5 separate regions of the Mus musculus genome follow, and regions 2, 3, 4 and 5 are each linked to region 1. The links are chromatin contacts, called in public HiCAR-type and promoter capture Hi-C maps. All regions are on one chromosome and are shown on one strand. Each heading gives the region's core, a stretch centred on a gene start, on an enhancer-like site or on the middle of the called end of the contact. The rest is flanking DNA. Distances are from core to core; before and after follow the strand shown.

Region 1 (2,646 bases), core at 93-2,592:
ACTGGAATTAAAGGTTTGCACCCCAATACCTGGCAAAAAAAATTTTTTTTCCTTCTTCCTACTCTCATCGTTTTCCACAATCCCTTGTACAAAGCAGACATCCTTACTAAGTATTATACTTGAATAGTTTTGAATGATTTTACAATACTAGCATAATTGTTATACACAAGCACACAATCTTATATCAATAAAAAAGTACAGATTGTAGACAATGAGGGTTTCTCTATGACAGGTCTTAGTTTATCTGTTAATGGAAACATTCTTTCATATATTTTATTTTTATCCCATAACAATTTCTCTTTTGACTTAAATAATCAAGGAAAAAGAAGATGGGTGTTTCAATGTAGGCCTGTAAATCTTAGCCCTGGAAAAAAATAAAGCATTTCAAGACAGCCTGGGCTGCATAGCAAGATAGGTCCCAATGGGAAAACAAGAAAAAATATATATAATAAAAGGCAAAAGAAGCAAACCTTTAGAAACTTTATTTCTCTCGTTGCAATTTTGTTGACAGATTTTTCTGGTTTCTCATAGAAAATCTTAATGGCCACTATTCGCCCAGTGTCCTTATGTTTGCATTTCATGACCGTTCCATAACTTCCCTCTCCCACTTTTCCAAGGGTTTCATACATCTCCATTTTCAAGCCTGGCTTCTACTTCACAGAAATAAAGAAAGAAAACGTTAAACGTTCACACTTTCAATTATACAAGCTCTATAATGCTTAGAGATAATCCCCTACTTTCGGATATAAGAACAAAAACTAGGAGTGCCGGCTACAGCAGAGCCTGCTCGAGGGAACTCTTAAATTGTCTAAGAAGCTCCAACTTTCACCAGAACGCAGGATGTCCTTCATTAATCTAGCATTTTGTGTAGACCGGGATTGAGAAATAAAAGAGGTCTGATATGCGTTTAACTCAGGCATCCTTTTAGAATACGGGATTTACAATTTGAGGTCCCCTTTCAGGAACAATGGAAGCCAAACTAAAAAGTCCCGCTAACAACACTGCGGGTCCCTTGTTAGGAGCCACGGTCCACCAAGCGTGGGGACTCCCACCTCAGCACTAGTCACCCATACGTCCTGCCCTCTCCTCAAACACGCAGTCTGTGCAGCCCCAACCCGAGTGGCCCGTCTCGCCGCGCTGTCGACCTCGTCCTGAGAACCACCGCCGCCTCAGCCCATCCTGTAGTCCCGCCGGCCCGGCTGCGTGCAAGTCCCAGCCGGCCCGGGACACCACACCTCCTCTCCTGGCCGACCTTGCCGGCTCGGGGCAGCCGGACGCCCTGGCAACGGGGTGAGGGCGGGGCACTGCCGCGTTCCGAGCACAGTACGCAAGACTGGAAATTGCTGAGGTCCTGACCCGGAAGGGAAAGTGACACGAAGCGGAAGATAGACCCAAGGGGAAGGGGGAGGGACGTAGGAGGCCCGCGTGCTTGCAGGTGGGGGTGGGGGTGGGGGGTGGGGATGAGGGAGAGCGGGGCATTTTATAGCAGAATGAACGCCTGGAGGCTTTCGCCCGGCAAGAGAGCGTTTTGTCACCTGGGTGGTTACTGGTCCCTTACTTGTGCCCGGTTCTAGGAGGTTGACGGAGATAATTGGATCTACGGAACACTTATGGGGCTACAGTTTGCCAGTGCTTCGTTACTATTCCATGCAACCGATTTCGACCTCAAAGTCGACATAATCCTTAAACCGGGGACAAGATCGTTTTTGGATAGAGGGCTTAGCTCGGTAGTAAGCCACATACTCAGCGTTCACTACTCCTCTGACTTATTTCTAACACCATTTCTGTACACATTTTCAGTTTCCCAATTACTACTGCTTTCTACCTACTAGTGATCCCTTTTTGTTTTGAGACAAGGGCTACTATATAGCTCCGGGTAGCCTGGGACTCACAATGTATACTTCCAGGCTGGCCTCAAACTCCCAAGATTATCTGCCTGCTTAGAGTGCTGTGCTGAGTGCCATCATATCCAGCCCTAGCAGTACTTTTAAAGTTTTCTCATGACGTGTGAAACGCAAAACTTTTTAGGAAAACAAAATAATTCACCGGACTCTGCCACAGGCTGAGTAAGTACAAGGACGCCTAGGGATGTACTTTTAAATAGCCCGCAGAGCTTTTAAAAGGGCTCCATTTTTACAGATCTTGATTTAACTGTAATAGCAAAAGTAGGTCATCGAGATGGCTCAGTAGGAAAAGGCTACGAAGCCCAAAGTGTAGAGTTCAATTTCTTGGACCTACGTGGTGGAAAATGAACCAACTCCTCCAAGTTGTCTTGTGACCTATACACACAAATGAATGTGCACAACGAGTGTGCTGAGTAGTGTAAAAAAGAAACTAGTTTGCTTTTTTAAAAACAAAAACAAAAAACAGTTTAGGGCTGGAGAGATGGCTCAGCGGTTAGGATTACTGACTACTACTCCAGAGGTCCTGAATTCAGTTCCCAGCAACCACATGGTTACTCACAAGCATCTGTAATGGGATCTGATGCCCTCTTCTGGTGTGTCTGAAGACAGCTACAGTGTATTTGTAAAAAAAAAAAAAAAAAAAAAAAATCTTAAAAAACAACAAACAAACAAAAAACAGCCGGGCGTGGTAGCTCACGCCTTTAATCCCAGCACTTGGGAGGCAGAGGCAGGCGAGTTCCAG
Region 2 (2,646 bases), core at 77-2,576, 2.9 Mb before region 1:
TGCAAGTGTTCTGTTTTGCTTTGTTTTTGAGTTAGGGTCTTATTCCATAATACAGGCTGGCCAGTCTTATGGATGGTGGGACTGGGATTACAGAACACACTAAAAGACTTGCAAACTTTGTAAATGAAATGGGCCTTTTTCTAAGACTAGTGACAAATACAGGCAATTTAAATAAAACTCACCTCAAGAACCCAATGAAATTTGGAGTACTATTTCAAGTCTATGTGAACATTACCAGTAGCATTAATGCTTTCTCATATTGCATGTTTCTTAAAGTGAACTGAACAAACCCGTATAAAACCTTTTGGTCAATGGGCCAAGCTCCCACCCTGCTTTATGTGAGACTGAAAGCCATAAACAGAACTGTCTAGGGAATAATTTACAAAATTGGTCTTCACTATCGACTGAGATTTCATCTATCAAGGAGGGGAAAAAATACAACTTTGGATCTTGCACCATAAATGTTTTCTCCGATCAGCAGGGTGTGGGCTGCCTGCAATCCTTAGCATATGGGTGGTGGAGGCGGGGGATCAAGGGTTCAAGGTCCGCCCCAGTTAGTTAGTCAGCAAGTTCATGGCCTGCCTAGAGTAGTGAAGCCGATCTATTAAAATAAAACAAACAAAACACCCTAAAGCAGTATTTTTTTAAAAAGCTTGAAGGGCTAATTCCAGTCCCCAGAGGCAACGTCTGCAGCCGGAGCAGGGGACAGGGAGCATAAGGATCTCGAATCCCCGGTCACCTCGCAGTGCGGGGACCGCTGCGCGCGGGAGATCGCGGAGATTGCGCCGGGGGCAGGATCCGGTTTCCCGAAGGCCAGATTGACACCCGCGTGGTGGGTGGCGGCCGCGGGCCCCGGTGGGCGTCACCCCACGGGTCTGCACTTTACAGGGGGCCCGGGCGGGCGTCACCTCCCGGGGCCTCCGCCCGCATCACCTCACCAGGGCCGCGACACGCGGCGGGCCGAGCGGCCGATAACGCGTAACCCGAGCGCAGGCACGCGCCGCAGGGCCACGCGGGCGCAGGGCCAGGCCAGCCGGGCCGCGCGTCGCCTCAGGCCCGCGGCTCCTCAGGGAACGCCGGCGTGTCGCCGGGCAAGCGGCAAGCCTACCCGGTCGTCCTCGAAGATGATCTTGGCGGGGATTTCTTTGCGGATGATCTTGCCGAAGATCGTGTCGCCGCCGGGCTGGGCCACTTGAGCCTTGGCAATCTCGTCAGCCATCGCGGCCGCTCACTGTCCTTCCCGCGCCGCGGCCACAGTGGGGAGAGGAACCGCGGGAGCGCGCGGAGACTGCCGGCTCGCGCCCGGTGGGCCTGCGCGTGCGCACTGGCGCCGGCGTGCGGCGAGCGAGGGAACGAAATGGGCGGAGGAAACGCCCTTTCTTTGCCTCTGCACCTCTATAGGAAATTTTGATTTGCCAGTTCTGGGAGGAGGCTCGGCTTGGTACAGTGCTTTCCAAGCGCGTACGGAGTTCTAGGTTTGATCCCTTCCTCTCACGAGCCCGGCTTGGTGCTGCACGCCTGTAATCCCAGAGTTTGAGAAATGAAGACAGGAGGATGGAAGAGTTTAGTTCATCCTTCTCCACATTGTTTGAGGCCAGCCTGGGCTACCCGAGACCCTGCTCCAGAACAGTCTGGTTTCTATTTCAAGTTGTTCTGATCACATTTACTGGGTGTGATACCTTAGCCTTCCCTTTTTTAATTTTTTAAAAAAGATTTTTATTTTATATGTAGATGAGTATTTTGCAAGCATGTGTAAGAGTGAATCACATCTAATGCTTTGGATCCCCTGGAACTGGAGTTACAGTTGTGAGCCATGTGGGTGGAGGGAACTGAAGCCTGGTCCTTTCTGCAAGAGGAACAAGTGCTCTTGACCGTGATCGTTTAAACCCTCAGCTGTTTGAGGCCTTAGCTAAGAGCCAGGTGAAGTCTTACATCAGGTGGGGTTTTTTTGTTTGTTTGTTTCTTGCTGTGTGTGGCAGCAATTCTCAGTCATAACTACACACTAAAAACCACTTGGGAGCTCTTTAAACATCTCTGGCCACACTCTGCATCAATTAAGTCCAAGACTGCAGAGATGAGACCTTAGGTGGCAGTTGTTTGTAAGCCTCTTGGGCCATTTTCCCCGGCAGGAATCAGCTTCAGGTAAGATGCTCCACCTGGAAGAAACAAAAAGTCTTCCTTGGCCCCACCTCCACCCTTCCTCCTCTCTATCCCTTTGCTCCTCCTAAAAAGTGTTTTCTACATATGGTGTGCACTTTGTCATCATTGGTCCTTTGGGTCATTTCCTCCTTGTCGGGATTAGGCAGGACCTCCAATCAGCGTTCTCTAGACAATCGCAGTTGTCATATAGATCTGTTGGCCTGGTTGCTACAGTTGTTACCCTTGTCTTCTTTCAACATCTCACACCCTTGCCCTCTGGATGTTGGTTTTTTTTTTTTTTTTTCCTGCACGCTAAGCCTCCATTTCCATACCTCATTAGATTTTGTTCCTGGCCCTCTTATCTGACAATCTCCAAGTGGCCATAGGAAGAAACCTTGGGGACTTAGAGAGATGGTTCAGCGATCAAGAACACAAACTGTTCTCACAGAGGCCAGCACAAACATCACAACTGCCTGTAACTCCAGCTCCAGGGAAGTCAGATGCCTT
Region 3 (2,646 bases), core at 98-2,597, 2.8 Mb before region 1:
CTGTTCTGGGAACAGGAGAACAAGGGCAGATAGATGGGGGAAGGATTGAGCCTGTAGCAATGTAAAGAAGTGGGTTTAGGCTACGCATCATTGTTAAAGAAGATCTGAGTGGAGTTGAGGGGAGAAGGCAGACATTAGAGAATGTCCTAGTCCCTGAGTATAGACTGGACATTGCAAGCACCAGTGAGACTGGAGATGAATTCTGAGACCTATAGGGAAAAAAAAAAATCTCAGAGGCTTTGTCAGCCATTGTAAAGATGTTATCTTCTACAGTAACGGGAACACTGGTGGATTTTGATCGGATGAGACATGAGCTGACTCTCCTTGCGGGAGGATATTCTCCCTCTTGTTTTGACAACACAGTTTGTTGATGGTGGTCAGGGAGGTCATTTAAGAAAGCCACTGAAGTGTGACTGGGACCACGGATGACAGAAACAATGTAGATGAACAGTCTGATTTTCTTTTTGTTTGAATGTAGAACCACGCCAATTACCCTTATGGACAGAATGGATGTGAAATTGAGAATAAGAGGAACCAAGGAGTACTCCAGTTTTGTCACTGAACAAGCTAGAAATTTCCTATCAATAGTGATGGTCATGCAGCTCCCTGTCTGAGTATGTGTGGCTAGATTTCAGTGGGAAGGCGTCCATTTGTTTCTTGCTTCTGGGTGCCTAAAGTGTAAAGTTAATGTAGTCATAAAATGTGGTGGCTGAGGCAGGAGGACTGCTGTGAGTTCCAGGTCAGCCAGGGTTCTACTCCAAAAGTCCTTAAGCTTGTGACATACACTAGTAATCCCAGCGCTTGGGAGACGGAGGCAGGAGGATCACAAGATCCAGGCCATCCTTACCTATATAGTGAGTTTGAGGCCACTCTGGGGCTACAAAAAGGCCCTCCCTCAAACAACGTCAAAGCAAAACCAAAAAAAAAAAAAAAAAAAAAAAACCAAAAAAAAAAACGATCCCACAAGAAGTCACAGAGACGAACTTTTCAAATGCCAGGTAGATATTCTTGACTCTCCAATGAGTCAGTGATTCTGATTCCTTGAAAGTAACGTGATCTGAGCGTGAGAGACATCTGGTGCTGGCCAGCTCTGCCTAGCAGCGCCTTGCTCGCCCGGGCACGTCTACGGCTGGATCCGGACAGGAAGGTGCTGTGGCGCGAGGCAGCGGCATCCATCTTCCCCGTAGCCCACCCAGCGGTCACTCTTTGCGCGCCTAGCATCCCCTAGGTCTCGCCACTCCCTCACTGGGCGGGGCCTCACAGCTACCAGCCCGCCTACTGGGGGGGGACAGGGCGTGTCCTTGTAGTGGGGGCGTAGCCGCGCAGCCGCACACACCGCTTGTGGCTCCGCCTCTGCGCGCCAGAGCCTAGGCGGGAGGGCGGAGCCCGAAGCGGGGAGCGCAGCTGCTTGGTGTGTGGAGATCCTGGAAGCTTCGGAGCCGGCGCTCGGAGCCGCGCGGCTGGAGCAGGCGGCGGAGACAAAGGCGACGGTGAGTGAGGGAGAGGGCCCCACGTTGGCCCCGCCGCCCGAGGCGCCAAGTGTAGGGTCGCCACTCGGAAGGTTGAGGGCGAGCGCGGCCCGGGCCTCTCCGCGCTGCGGACTGGGGCAGCAGACTGGGGCTGCGGACTGACTGAGGCTGCGGCGGCTCCATTTTCCAGTCTGGGCGAGGTCCTCACGCGAGGACCGGCGTATGGTTCTCTTCATTCTCCGTGAGGCCAGCTTTCACCGTAGCCTGCACCTTCCCGATGGGGGAGGCGCTACGGACCCCTCCCCCAGTCCGCAGCCCCGCCAGTCTGGACCGGCGCGGAGCGGCTGGGCTCCCGAACCCCGACTCCCGCCCGGCCTGCCTGGGACCCCGAGAGAGGAAGCCGGGCCACTGCCTCGCAGTCGCTGCGGCGACTCTTACAGGTTGTTGCACCGGGAGCTCGCGGCCACGGTGGTGAGCATTACTAACGGGTGTGGTAGGTAGCGGCTCGCTGACGTCCGCATTTCGAGCTGAGGAGCAGCCCGGTGCCGGCTGATTTCAGGCAACCCTGGGAATTCCGTTTTAGCGGCAGTGATTGCTACTGCCGAGCTTTCCTGGAGGAGTTTGGTAGTGATGTGCAGAGCGCAGCACTGAGACGTTCTGGGCCTGGGAGTACAGCTCAGTGGTAGGGAACTTGCCTTGCATGTAGGAGGCGGCCCAGAGTAGTTCAGTTCCCCAGTACTCCCACCCGCCACAAAAAGAGGGGGGGGGGGGAAGAAAGAAAGAAAGAAAATTAAATGCTCTTAAAGGACCCTTGCTTAGTAAAATATTGATATAATGAATGAATCTTAAAACACCACACAGAACTGTTCCTACTAGTAAGATGAGGCACATAGCTTCTTGACTCAGATAAAGGACTATTGGAAAGAATGCCTAGCAAGTTTCTGTCCCCCATCCCCATGTAAACTATTAATAATTAGTTGGTCATTATTGCCAGCCAGCATAGCAGATAGTACCTTTGAGATGTGAAATTTTTGAGAGAAGTTGGCTTACAGATTTCTGTTTCTCAGCAGGCCTGATTTCTCCTTTTCTTTGAAAATAATTGAGAAAGATGTTTGGGGTGCATTTTGAGGTCTAGCTTTCTATGTAGTAGGAGTAAAGATGTGTGTGGGCTTTGGAG
Region 4 (2,646 bases), core at 37-2,536, 2.5 Mb before region 1:
TGAATCCAAGCAGTTAATATTCCCTTCAACAATGTTGCTATTCCAGTAACACAAGATAAAAGTCCTCAACACAGCACACATGACCAAGCATAAGTTCCCCAACAGTTGAGAAAACGTCCTCTACTTAAAAAGACTCAATTTCAAACTAAGTAATTCGGTACCTGAAGAGAAACAAGGTTTTCCTTCATTACCTAAATAATGTTCGTAAATAAAACTTAAAATGCACATTACAATGGTAATCACCACAGAAAAGCTGATTCATAAATTATAAGTAGGAAAAAGTAGCCCCTGGAAAGGGGTGGGCAGGTGCCTTGTTACTATGCAAAGATCAAGGTTTCAGGAAGCAAGCTGGACACATCACAACTTCAATAATGGCTGTAACAAAGTCATGTCCCAGAGTGTTACCCAAAGTTTGAGACTTTCTATGCAAAGAACTCTAAGTATGAAACTCCCGTGACTAAAAATTAAAACATTTCATTTCAGTTACTGCAACTTCAAACAAGACGACTCATTGCATTTACATTGCTGTTGGGTTTTCCTTTTTTTTTTTTTTAATTTTGGTATAATACACATAGCCACTAAGATTATAGAAACGTCTTCAAACCAAGAAAACTTAACAAATAATCTTAAACTTCCCACGGAAAGTTTGAAAAAGCACCAGGGAACCACTCGACACGCATCACCCGCCACGGGACTTACTACTATCTGGCTGACGCAGAGTCTGATACGGACATTGGAAACCTGTCTTCTGGGGGCAATTGTGCAGTATCTGAGATGAACGCACAGCACACACTGGCTATGGTATGAACTGTCTCTTACACATCATTATTCCCAGCTTGTTTTTCAGCCCACCTGAGCACACACAAACTCAGAAGCCAGTCAACAGTAACGGTGCTTTCTTATCACAAGTACAAGGAAGTCCCCGGCAGGAAGCGGCAGGAAAGGTGCTCATCACCCTGCGCGGCTACGGCCAGGTCGGGGCCGAGCAGTGCTCGCCAGTGCCCGGCCTTACCTCAGGAGTCCGCTCGGGCGGCTTCTTCCTCAGTGCCTGCCGAGCGCCGGGGTCCACGGGCGAGTTCATGTCCGCAGCCACAGGCTCCCTAGCCTGCGTCTAGCTGCCCATTCTCCAGCTCCGGGTGTACGCCAGCCCCACCGGGAGGGAAATGAGAACTGTCGCAGGGTCCAAACTCAAGCAAACAAGTCTTCGCAACGCCCGCCCAGGGCCTCAGCCCACGCGCGACTGGCCAGAAAGACGCCTGCGCGGGGGCGAGACTGGCCGAGAACGCATGCGCATGCGCACGACGCGCACACTAACGCCCGCCTGGCCGTGACGTAGAGAGATGGGCGTGGAGGGGGCGGAGAATGAGCGGCTTGGCTTTTCTTCGCGAGACTCCGCCTCGGTTACAGGATTGTAGTTTCCGCATACCCAGCTTCCGGTTGAGGTTCCGGAAATGCTACGAGGGCGTCGCCAAAAATAGACTATCGGGTAGAGCTGTGGGTAAGATGCTTTGGTTTAGCGCTCGAGTCCGGAAACCGCGGGGCTCTTATGGCCCCGCGGAAATCGAGGCTGCCATTCAGCAAGCGGGGAAGCCCACGCACCGCTCCGCAAGCCACGGATCTCGGGGCAGTACTCGCGCACCTAGCCCACCGCAACCTTGTGGCGTATTCTACGCGACTTTAAAAAACAAAAACAAACCACGAAATCGATAGTGAAAGCTGCCTCAAAAAAAAAAAAAAAAAGAAGAAGAAAAAAAAAGAGAGAAAGAAAAAAGCGTTTTGAAGACTAGAGCTATAGTTCAGAGTAGCCTGCTGGTCTAGCGTGCACCAGATTGTCTTGGCTTCTGTGTGCAGAATTTTAGGATTTTCCTTTAAAGGGTTTAATGACCAAAAAGCCTCAGGTGGACTAAGGAACTCCTGATTCGAAAGTTGACAGATAACACCTGTGGGCTGTCAGAATCCTTGCCTTCTGAGAAGATCAGCATGCCAACTTGGTATTTATTTAGCACTTTGAGACTGTAGGGGAACCGACCCGCAGGTGAAATCTTATATCCCAGAGGTTTTTTCCCGTCCTATAGAACTTCAGGCCCTCTGCACCACCTGTGCAGCTTCCACTCCCGTGGAGAAACTGGTGTCACTTGTTCTGATTAAAGGACAGAACTTCTGTGGAGGTAGATCTGCCCTTTTATTTCCACTTGCCTCCATCCTAATCTAACAACCTTGACTAAAATCTGGGCAGTGAGAGTGAGTGGGTGGGGGCTGCTTTAACCTAAGCAGTGCTCAGAGCAAACCTCTCCACTCCGTTTTGTATTGAATTTTACATTCTAGTCTCTAACAAAATAAAGACAGCTTCAGTTTTGTTACTTGTCCTTTGGAACAAGAAAAGCTGCAAAAACTGATTGTTATTATTCCTGTTATGATAAAAGTAACCCTAGGTTTATTTTGGCCCCCAGATTGAGCCAGAAGTAACAGGAGCTGTCAATCAATGGACATGAGTGCTGGGAACTTAACTCAGGCCCTCTCCGAGGGCACTGCTTGCTCATAAACCACAGAGACATCTCTGCAGCCTATTGTTTAGGTTTTTTTTTTTTTAATGTTTCTATTGTGTGTGGCATGTACCTCTGTGCTCATGGAAACATCTTATAGGAG
Region 5 (2,646 bases), core at 106-2,605, 2.4 Mb before region 1:
GTGTATTATCTGGTGTTATCTGCACTTTCGCTTTTCAAAGGAAAAACAACTGTCAGATGACTACGGCACAAGACATTTACTTCCCATTACGAAGAAAAGCCACTGCCATGAAAATTCTTTTGTTAAGCTTGTTTCCAAAACGGTAACTGACCTTTTTCTCCCATTAAATATCAGTTAAATTACTTGCCATTTGATATTCAATCTCACACATTGTTTCCTGATGGGATCTGTATTATTGACAGCGTGGATAATTTGAAAAATATTAAAGCCTCTAAGACTTATGTAGTGCAGTCATCTGATACTTGGGCTTGCTGCAAAATTTGACACTGTTTCCCTTTTACTATTACTGTACAACTGAGTTCTCGGCCATACAGCCAAGTTTGTCTGATATGTGACATTTGGCCTAGTTACATGCGAAAGTTTCCATAGCGCATTATGGAAGACAAAACAATATCTTCTTCAAATACAATTCCACGGCTGAATTTAACCATTGAGCTAAGCTTCTATATATCTGACAATTCTAAAAAGTTACTGTACCAGCAACAGGTACTGCAATCAGAAAGAAACAAAGCATGCAATCACAAACAAACACACACACACACACACACACACACACACACAGCTACCGTTTTCCATTTGCAAGAAACTCCTTTTCAGTAACAGGTGTAAGAAGGGAAAGAAAATTCGACAGTAAGTTCTACCGCAAGTCCTCCTCGAGTCTGGTCAGTAGTAACCCTAACCACTTCGGTTTCGCATTTCTCCTTCGATAACACTAAGGTCGCTCGGCAAGAGAACTGCACAGCTCCAATTTTAGTTTCCAAGAAGCCTGACAGACCGCCAGCCTGCCCACTCGCTCCTCCAGCCTCCTCAGTGCTCCGCAGGTTGGCCGAACGCGCGACAGTCTGCACAAAGCCACCCGAGGGCTGCGGATCACAGGGAGACAGCAGCTCCCGGCCGGGCCCCGGAGGCCTGCGGTGAGGTCGCAGCCCGGGCAGCGTGCGGACCGACAGCCTCCCGAGGCCGCCGTGCTGGGGCTGGGGACGCGGCGCGTGGCGCGGGCGGGGCATAAACAGCCTAGCGAAGAGGGCAGGGGACCGCACGCCCCGCCCGAGGCCGCGACCCCTCGGGGGCCCGCGACGCCTCACCTGAACGCGCAGTCCGGGTCGCGGGCGTCTCGTCCCGGCGCGCCTAATCCGCTCCGCTTGCTGAAGAGCTTCTGGAACAGGGTGGGGGCCATGCTGGCCGCCGCAAGACTGGGGTCGCTCGGCTGGGAGCTCGCAGGAGGCCCCCCGCTCCTACCGCCACCCCGCCACCCCCATGGGCGCCTCAGTCATATGACAGAAATTAGTCACTTCAAACGGCCACGGCGCGCGGGGCGGAGCGCGAGATTGAGGTCGCGGCGATTGGCTGGCGACGAGCCGTATCACGTGGCAGCAAACTGAGCGGGGGGCGGGGTGGGGGTGGGGAGGCGGGGCCGCCTGCCATTGGCTGGCTCACGGGTCCGTCACGCGGCCTCTCACGGGGCGGGGCGTGCGAGGGCGCGCGCGGCTGGGTGGCAAGAGAAAGCCTCTGGGACCCAGGCCCGCCTCTGACCCTCCCAAACTGCTAGGGCTCTAGGAGGAGACCTAGGTCTGTGACTTGAGGTGCGGTTTCCATTGACGCCCGCACTTAGTCTCTAGGAAGATCTAGCGACTGGGGGCTCAGGCTCGATCTCCTTGGTAACCAAAAAGATCACAAGCAAAACCAAGAGAGGCAAGCAGCCGTAAAAAAAAAAAAAAAAAAAAAAAAAAAAAAAAGACATCTATCTAAAAATATCTAACCCTTTATGCTAAGTATTTAGAATTTGAAAGACTGCGGTTAAAGAGCTCAGTAGTTAGAGGCCCTGGGTTTGATCCTCATCACCAAACAAGAAGTTTAGCAAAATGTCTAAGAGAGACAATCAGAACTTCCATGAAACAAAGCTGTATATCTTTAATATCTGGGTATGAGGAAAGGAGGAACTGTAACATTGTTACCAAATGGCAAGACTGCTCTCAAAACGGAAAATACAGCTCACGAACATCCTTCCAGTCTTATCAAACCATCAGTGTTCAGATCAAATTCGTCATCCGTTTACCAGGATGAGGGATTTCGTACAGTGGAATGAAGTTCTCTGAGAAATGTGGATGAATGTGGGGAAATACTGGTGTATGTTTGCAAGGGTAGACAAAGACGCTTGAGAATTTCACTTAGCTAGACATAGGAACCAAATCTTTAAGAAGTTGTCAGCTGATCTGCAGTTGAAAAAAAATAAATAAGTAGCCCTTATTTACATGGGAAAAAGAAAAAATGCCGGGCAGTGGTGGCACACGTCTTTAATCCCAGTACTTGGGAGGCAGAGGCAGGCAGATTTCTGAGTTCAAGGTCAGCCTGGTCTACAGAGTGAGTTCCAGGACAGCCAGGGCTACACAGAAAGATCCTGTCTCGAAAAAACAAAACAAGAAAACAAAACAAAAGAATAAAAGAAAAATTAGCAGGATATTTTTATATCGTTAATAATTTATCACTGGTCAGCATGTTGAGCTGTTACAACATGTTACAAAGTCTCATGTTACAAGACTTTTTTATATTTATTGAGACAGGGTCTCTTGCTGGCCTGGAGCTCAC

The links. Promoter capture Hi-C pulls out the DNA fragments that hold promoters and counts their contacts. HiCAR-type assays count read pairs that join an accessible place to other places.
Region 2: a promoter capture Hi-C map of liver shows a contact between it and region 1, with 4 times the contacts expected there. The contact joins the promoter of Hint1 here to the promoter of Cdkl3 in region 1. A contact is called at or near these places in 2 of 39 promoter capture datasets (liver and pre-B cells).
Region 3: a contact with region 1 is called in a promoter capture Hi-C map of pre-B cells, with 4 times the contacts expected there. The contact joins the promoter of Cdc42se2 here to the promoter of Cdkl3 in region 1. A contact is called at or near these places in 4 of 39 promoter capture datasets (cranial neural crest, liver and pre-B cells).
Region 4: a contact with region 1 is called in a HiCAR-type map of astrocytes, with 4 times the contacts expected there. The contact joins the promoter of Rapgef6 here to the promoter of Cdkl3 in region 1.
Region 5: a promoter capture Hi-C map of liver shows a contact between it and region 1, with 2.3 times the contacts expected there. The contact joins the promoter of Fnip1 here to the promoter of Cdkl3 in region 1. A contact is called at or near these places in 1 of 39 promoter capture datasets (liver) and 1 of 484 Hi-C or Micro-C datasets (B cells).

Annotation. Positions count from the first base shown.
Region 1 is chr11:52,002,917-52,005,562 of GRCm38.p6, reverse strand. Cdkl3 (cyclin-dependent kinase-like 3) reads right to left here and starts at 1,342. Exons shown (of 14, transcript NM_001166654.1): 1 at 1,053-1,342; 2 at 471-650. The coding sequence starts at 635. It also overlaps a transcript of Ube2b not described here.
Region 2 is chr11:54,865,063-54,867,708 of GRCm38.p6, reverse strand. Hint1 (histidine triad nucleotide binding protein 1) reads right to left here and starts at 1,326. Exons shown (of 3, transcript NM_008248.3): 1 at 1,109-1,326. The coding sequence starts at 1,219.
Region 3 is chr11:54,786,404-54,789,049 of GRCm38.p6, reverse strand. It overlaps Cdc42se2 (CDC42 small effector 2), which reads left to right and starts at 1,347. Exons shown (of 6, transcript NM_178626.3): 1 at 1,347-1,490.
Region 4 is chr11:54,521,485-54,524,130 of GRCm38.p6, reverse strand. It overlaps Rapgef6 (Rap guanine nucleotide exchange factor (GEF) 6), which reads right to left and starts at 1,286. Exons shown (of 29, transcript NM_001252494.1): 1 at 1,013-1,286. The coding sequence starts at 1,081.
Region 5 is chr11:54,436,888-54,439,533 of GRCm38.p6, reverse strand. It overlaps Fnip1 (folliculin interacting protein 1), which reads right to left and starts at 1,355. Exons shown (of 18, transcript NM_173753.4): 1 at 1,146-1,355. The coding sequence starts at 1,237. It overlaps LOC115487771 (a long non-coding RNA gene), which reads right to left and starts at 1,139. Exons shown (of 2, transcript XR_003949675.1): 1 at 627-1,139.